Linked DNA regions of Zea mays: region 1 is linked to region 2. Evidence: chromatin contacts called from public Hi-C data. All regions are on one chromosome and are shown on one strand. Each heading gives the region's core, a stretch centred on a gene start, on an enhancer-like site or on the middle of the called end of the contact. The rest is flanking DNA. Distances are from core to core; before and after follow the strand shown. Region 1 holds the start of LOC100501657. Region 2 holds the start of LOC100192864.

Evidence for each region. Hi-C and Micro-C count contacts between places; a contact is called where the count stands out from the background.
Region 1: a contact with region 2 is called in a Hi-C map of ear, with 3 times the contacts expected there. The contact joins the promoter of LOC100501657 here to the promoter of LOC100192864 in region 2. A contact is called at or near these places in 13 of 25 Hi-C or Micro-C datasets (bundle sheath, ear, endosperm and 4 more) and 1 of 3 datasets of contacts at active chromatin or transcription factors (leaf).

The regions. Positions count from the first base shown.
Region 1 is chr7:5,572,117-5,575,391 of Zm-B73-REFERENCE-NAM-5.0, forward strand. LOC100501657 reads left to right here and starts at 1,855. Exons shown (of 4, transcript NM_001323549.1): 1 at 1,855-2,097; 2 at 2,405-2,475; 3 at 2,579-3,022; 4 at 3,115-3,275. The coding sequence starts at 1,965.
Region 2 is chr7:5,313,145-5,316,614 of Zm-B73-REFERENCE-NAM-5.0, forward strand. It overlaps LOC100192864, which reads right to left and starts at 1,971. Exons shown (of 14, transcript NM_001138053.1): 1 at 1,877-1,971; 2 at 1,708-1,770; 3 at 1,241-1,312; 4 at 1,036-1,143; 5 at 843-923; 6 at 628-681; 7 at 412-537; 8 at 222-311; 9 at 1-120. The coding sequence starts at 1,749.

The DNA.
Region 1 (3,275 bases), core at 605-3,104, 260 kb after region 2:
AGACCGAGGACCGGACCGCCGGACGGGAAAGTCAATGGGCTGGACAGTTTCATGCTAGTGGGCTGAACAATCTGTTATTTGATGTGGCCCACCACTGTTGAGGTCCACTAGTCCTTTACTCCTTTGGAGCGACGAGTCGGCCCATATCCTAGTTCCGCAGAGAAACTGACGAAGAGACCAGTGGAAGTTGGAACCCTGAAACCCGCTGCCTACAACTGCAGCTCCGTTTTATTTTGCCTTTTCACACGACGGCAATCTGGTTTTTATTTATAGCGTAACGGAAATACTATACTACAGCAGAGTTTTTTTTTATTTGGATAAAGGCGTTGGCGTGTTGCAAATAAAGACGCGTGTCGGTGTCACAACGAAGAAGAAAAAAAAGCAGGTTGATACCTACCACTATACTGTACCATATAGAGCGCACATGCAGCTGTGCTCTCCCTTCTTCCCCCATCCATCCATTGATCCATACAATCTTCGGTTCAGCGGCCATGCCCATGCATGCATGGACAACAGGTCCCTTCGCTTGCTTTAGCTTTGATGGAGCGCACCACGCAAACGCGACAGAAGAATCTGTCTGGAGTACGTGGAGACGGGCCGGGATTGTACTAGCCCGGCCGGTCCACCTGTAGCTTACTGACAAATGGTCTCTCTGGAGGGGGGACGATATAGGAGTAGAAAGGTACTTGGATAAGGTTCCAGCAGAGTGAAACTTCAGTTCTCTGCGTATCTTCCAGGCCAGGGAGAACATGAAGCCCTAGTAATATTTTCTTCTTGTATTCGTTTATTGGACTTTGGGACATATATGTATGTTAAGTTTCTAGGATCTTTACTGAGTCCACTTAGCAATCCGAGAACTCACTTAAATAAACAACAGAGAACTTGCCTAGTCATCTTGATCCATGCAGATCTAATGGCAAATAAGCAAAAGCTACATATCTAAATGATACCAAAACAACGTCTTAGAATTTAGAATGGAGGGAGTGGATAAAGAATTATTAGTAGCTCTTCATCATCTTGAAAGGGAGGGATGGATGATGCGAACGATATGGATTTGGAATCCAAATTGGTAGACACTAGCACTAGGCAGGGAACGGTGGGAACCAGTCAGTCACCACGCTCACTTTGGCACCACACGAGTGTCACAGGCTGCCCGGGCCACACACTTGGACTGCATGCTTCGCGATGTTCGGCAAGCAAGAGCACCCAGCCTTCGAGGGTATGCCCGACTGCCCGCCCGCTTTGTTTGGCCCGCGCCTTTTCCGTGATCCTGCTTCGCATTTTGGTACGAATAGCCGTGGACAAGAAACTATTTGCTTACCTGGGAGGCTGGGAGAGACTAGAGGACTAATCTGAATTCTCCTATTATGTTAACACAACAGACTTCAAACGAGATTTTTTTTAAAAAAAAAATCAATACATATTGTATCGTCGATGGTCTAATGATAAAATTGAAAAGGTGCAGTGCAGGCTAATGTACTCTGCCAGGGAACAGGTGCAGCCTAAAGTACTCACACTTCTGCCCGGAATTGCTTGGGCGGGGGGCGGCAGCAAATATGAGATGCCTTCTCCGATTAATATACAGTGGACTACTCTATTACAGCAGTAATACCGATCGGTGGCTGTTATTTTCCCTCTAATCATCATCAGAGCGTCACCATCGCTCACGCGCGCGCGCAGTCAAAGCTGCAAGTCGACAGCACGCGCACTTGGAGTCAATTCGGCGGCCCCGGAATCTTCTCGTTTTATCAGCCTCTCTCTGTAACAATCCACACGCAACAAGACAGACGATGCTCCACGTAGTATATACAACACGCGCATACCAGTCTAAACTCGAAGCCCTGATTGGGAGCTCAGCTGATTGAGCAGTCCAAGAACCAAAGGATAAGGTGGGTGGGGGGACCGCCGGAGCCGGGAGGGACGAGAAGCGAGCGAGGTGCCGTCGTCAGCTAGCACTAGCAGCCATGGAAGGCGGCGCGCACGAGTTCGACGGCTCCACCTTCAAGGAGTGCTTCTCCCTCTCGTGGAGGAACCCCTACGTCCTCCGCCTCGCCTTCTCCGCCGGCATCGGCGGCCTGCTCTTCGGCTACGACACCGGTGCGTTGCGACTGCGTGCGCGTCCTTCTTCCTGCCTGTGCTGTGTGTCACTGTAGTGTAGTTCCATTTCTTCACCCGCCATATCCAGCTCAAAGAAAGATGGGCCCTATAGGAGTTCGGATGATGATCGTGTCCAGCTAGATGATATGGCTAGCTAGCTATTGGTGACCGAACTGTGTTTAATTTCCTGTTAGCGTCTGCTAGCTGGAAAAGTGTTCGACGATATCGTACGTGTTATTAGTGAGCAAGTGACCAGTGACGTGAGCTCCGCTTCCGTGTCTGTGCGTGCGTGTGATGAGTGCTGCAGGTGTCATTTCGGGAGCTCTGCTCTACATCCGCGACGACTTCGTTTCAGTGGACAGGAACACATGGCTTCAGGTAAGAAGAGCCAAAAGAACAACAAGGAAAAGGATCAGTCTCGTCCGATGGGCGCCGAGAAACAACAAACAACGCTGACTGATGACCGCGCCATGCCATGCAGGAAATGATCGTGAGCATGGCGGTGGCCGGCGCGATCATCGGCGCGGCCATCGGCGGGTGGACCACGGACCGGTTCGGGCGGCGGGCGTCGATCCTGGTGGCCGACTCCCTCTTCTTCGCGGGCGCGGCGGTGATGGCGTCGGCCACGCGCCCCGCGCAGCTCGTGGTGGGCCGCGTCTTCGTCGGCCTCGGCGTCGGCATGGCCTCCATGACCTCCCCGCTCTACATCTCCGAGGCGTCGCCCGCCAGGATCCGCGGCGCGCTCGTCAGCACCAACGGCTTCCTCATCACCGGCGGCCAGTTCCTGGCCTACCTCATCAACCTCGCCTTCACCAAGGCGCCGGGGACGTGGAGGTGGATGCTCGGCGTCGCCGCGCTCCCCGCCGTCGTCCAGTTCGGCCTCATGCTCGCACTGCCTGAATCCCCGCGCTGGCTCTACAGACAGGTATCCATCCATCCAATTCGCCTACTCTTCTTTTCTTCTGTCCATTTTTTTTTTGGTTGGCTACGAGCCTACGACGAACTGGAATGAAACAGGGGAGGGCGGAAGAAGCAGAGGCGATCCTGCGGCGGATCTACTCGGCGGAGGAGGTGGAGCGGGAGATCGAGGAGCTGAAGGAGTCGGTGGCGGCGGAGCGTGGGTCGTCGGAGAAGCTGAGCCTGGTGGCGCTGGTGCGGACGGCGACGGTGCGCCGGGG
Region 2 (3,470 bases), core at 721-3,220:
CCCGGATTCATCGAAGATGGAGTTCACGTCATCCAGATTAACATCTGCTGTTTCAAATCTGGGAGGCTGATACCCCTTCTTGAACCACTCGTTGTTAATGAGCTCTGCAATAGTTATTCTCTGCACAGGCCACAAAACGATGGCACACAGTTAGTATACCTACAGAGATGCTGAACAGAATGGATTAAAAATGATGGTTATGTACGAACAGCAGAACTCACATTGTTAGCATTAGGATCAAGTATCTTCTTGATGAGCTTCTTTGCGCTTGTGGAGAACCAGGACGGGCAACTGAAATCCGCTTTGAAGATCTGCATGAAAAATCAGACCAAGTGTCAAGCAACCATTAAGGGAAAAAAGAAGGAAAGCCTTGCGCTTCTTGAGCTCTTGTCATGGTAGAGACTGTCAAACCTTCTTGTAGAGCGACATCAGGTTCGAATCTTCAAATGGGAGGTACCCCGCCATGAGGACAAAGAGAATCACTCCACATGACCACAGATCAGCCTTAGCTCCATCATAGCCCTTATTGTTTATAACCTGTAGACGCAAGAGCACTGGACAATGAGAACAAGATACTTCACTGAGTGGGAATAAGAACGTAATTAAAAGCGTAGCCGTGGTCAGCACCTCGGGAGCAACATAGTTGGGAGTTCCACAGGTTGTGTGCAGCAGACCATCCTCCTGCACGTTAACAAAAGGGTATTGAAAAACCATCAGCTGATTAGAAAATGTTCCATTTGTTAGGTTCAGGCACAGACTGTTTCACGGCATTAGTATTTTTTTTATGCGCATGTTTATCCAAAAAAGAGAGGGGGGGGGGGGGGGGGGGGGAGTTTACTTACTCGGACTTGTTGAGATAGTGCGCTCAGTCCAAAATCCGAAACCTTGAGCGTGCCGCTAGCATCAAGCAGGAGATTTTCAGGCTGAAAGAAAGAAAGGGGAAAACACACACACACACAGAGAGATCAAACACAGTTTCCTGCTGAACCTGCACGCTTGTCCATATAAAACTGATTGGTAAGCAGTACTACTCACCTTGAGATCGCGGTGGTAGACGCCTCGGCTATGGCAGTAATCGACAGCGTTGATCAGCTGCTGGAAGTACTTCCTTGCGTCATCCTCTTTCAGCCTTCCACGCGAGGCCTAGTCCACAGGGCGGGCGCAAATTCATTCATCACATGCTAGGAGAGGAGCTGAGTGCAGTGATTCGGACAAGGGTGATAGAGGACATGACGCTCACGATTTTGTCGAAGAGTTCGCCACCGGTGACGAGCTCCATGACGATGTATATCTTTGTCTTGCTGGCCATCACCTTCACGATCACGAGAGGGGAGCACATAAATGGGCAGACAGACACGCACAGGAGTGGACAGGGACGCGAGAGAGGGGGACAAAAGGTAGAAGTCGTCGAGCAACAGACAATCAGTGGTACTTAGAAAGCGTAGTTCTCTCTTTTTGAAAAGATCGGCCAAAGGCATAGTTTGGTGTGGTCCAACGTTTATCATCAATCAGTTCGTTGCCGATTCAGAGAACTATATTTATCTCTTAATGGGAGGAAGAACAGATCATTCAGATTAGGGTCATTTTGTGTATAGTTTCAGGTTGCACAAGCCTGAAAAAAAACCCTTTTTTTTACTCTGCTCTCGTATATAGTTTCCATCTGTCCATCAGCTCGTACACAGGATTAATGCAGGGAAAAACGCATACCTCATACATCCGGATGACGTTGGGGTGCCTGATGAGCTTCATGGTCGAGATCTCTCGCTTGATCTGCAGAAAAAAACAACAACAGCGCGAGCGCGTCAAGAAAATCATCAACTGGCCTGGCCCGGACTGGGACGACAAGGCTGACCGTCCCAACCAAACAGCGACGCACACGTTCCAACGGAAGGCGGGCGAGACGACGACGAAACGAGACGCCCGTGGTCGCCCGTCTGCTACCGTCAAAGCTCGCCGCCGACCGTATTAACTCTTACCGGTGGTCCAGCGATGTGGCGCGTTCCCACTTAATTTTCAGACAACCGATTTGATTTTTCCGCACGGTGGCGGCTCTAGAAAAAAAGTTTTTTTTCCTTTTCTGAAAGAAGACAAATTCGGACGCAACGCGACTTGCTTAACAGCGAAGAGAAGTGCGCCCGTGTGTATGATGTGGAGTGACGGAAAGGAGCGTGGATTTAAGTTTCGCCGGACTTGCAGAGGTGTTTTCCGTCCGAAGATCCATAAAAATCAACAGGGGTGATGAAAAGCACGTGATGAACAGGAAAAAAGACGCGAGAGCGCACGTCGCCTGTTACAACTCATTGAACGAGTGATGGTCCATGAATGGAGGAGCAAACGCATGAGAGAGAGAGAGAGAGAGAGAGAGAGAGAGAGAGAGAGAGAGTTTGATTTTGTCCTGGCTCTAAATTCTAGTCTCTGATAAGAAAACAATAGAGAGTTTCTTCGTCCTGGCTCTAATTTTCTTGAGAGGAGAAAAGAAGGAACTGAATGGAACAGGAAACACGTAACGGAGCAGGAACAGAGGACGGGGGAGACCGAGACAGGGGATGGATGGGATGGGATGGGACGGCATGGCATGTCATGCTTTTTACCTGGGCGATCATCTTGTGCTTGAGGACCTTCTCCTTGTCGAGGATCTTGATGGCGACATTCTCTCCGGTCTCGACGTTCCTGGCGAACTTGACCTTGGCGAAGGTGCCTTCGCCGAGGGTCCGGCCGAGCTCGTACCGCCCCACGCGGGTCCGGCCCACGGATGCGCTCATCTTCCGGTCTGTCTGTCTGTCTTTCTCCCCGGGCTCCGGCCTGTGGAATCGGCGAAAAAGGCGGCGCCTTTGCGGGTCGGAAGAAGGCCTGCGCGGATTTTGTCTGCCGGTGCGCGTGGCGGCGGAGGGCCTAAGACCTCTTCTTGTCGCAGGGTCTCCACTGGACGAATATCTCCCGGTGCTCCTCGCCTTGCTGCCGCTGCCGCATCAGGCCTCGCTCTGCTCGCTCACTGGTGTGTCAGTGCGGCCGCTGCGCGCTGCGGCATGGGACGGGGTCGGCCGGAGAGGCAGGGGCGAGAGGGTAATGGTGGCGATGGTGGTGGTGGGTCGGGCTGGTAGCGGAGACGAGGAGGAGACGGGGGCTGGGTATCTATAGGCGAGGAGGAGGAGGAGGAGTCGGGTTGGCCGGTTGGGACTGGAGGATCGGGGAGAGGAAAGTGCGGTCGCGTCGCGTGACGAACGATGGTGGCGGGGCGGACCAGTCGACGAGACGGCAGGCGCGGCGTGTCTTGACGTGTGGCGCCTTCCGCGAGCCTTCTCCTCTGCTCGCCCCCTCATTTACCGCGACCTGGTGGCTAATGCTAATGGTATACTAGTAGGACTGCATTTTACTTATTTTATATTTATACAGAAAAGAGTCATGTGTGTAATTAGTTGCTGTTTAGGGTATGTACAAGTACAACTCATACAAATGACCAATATCATAAA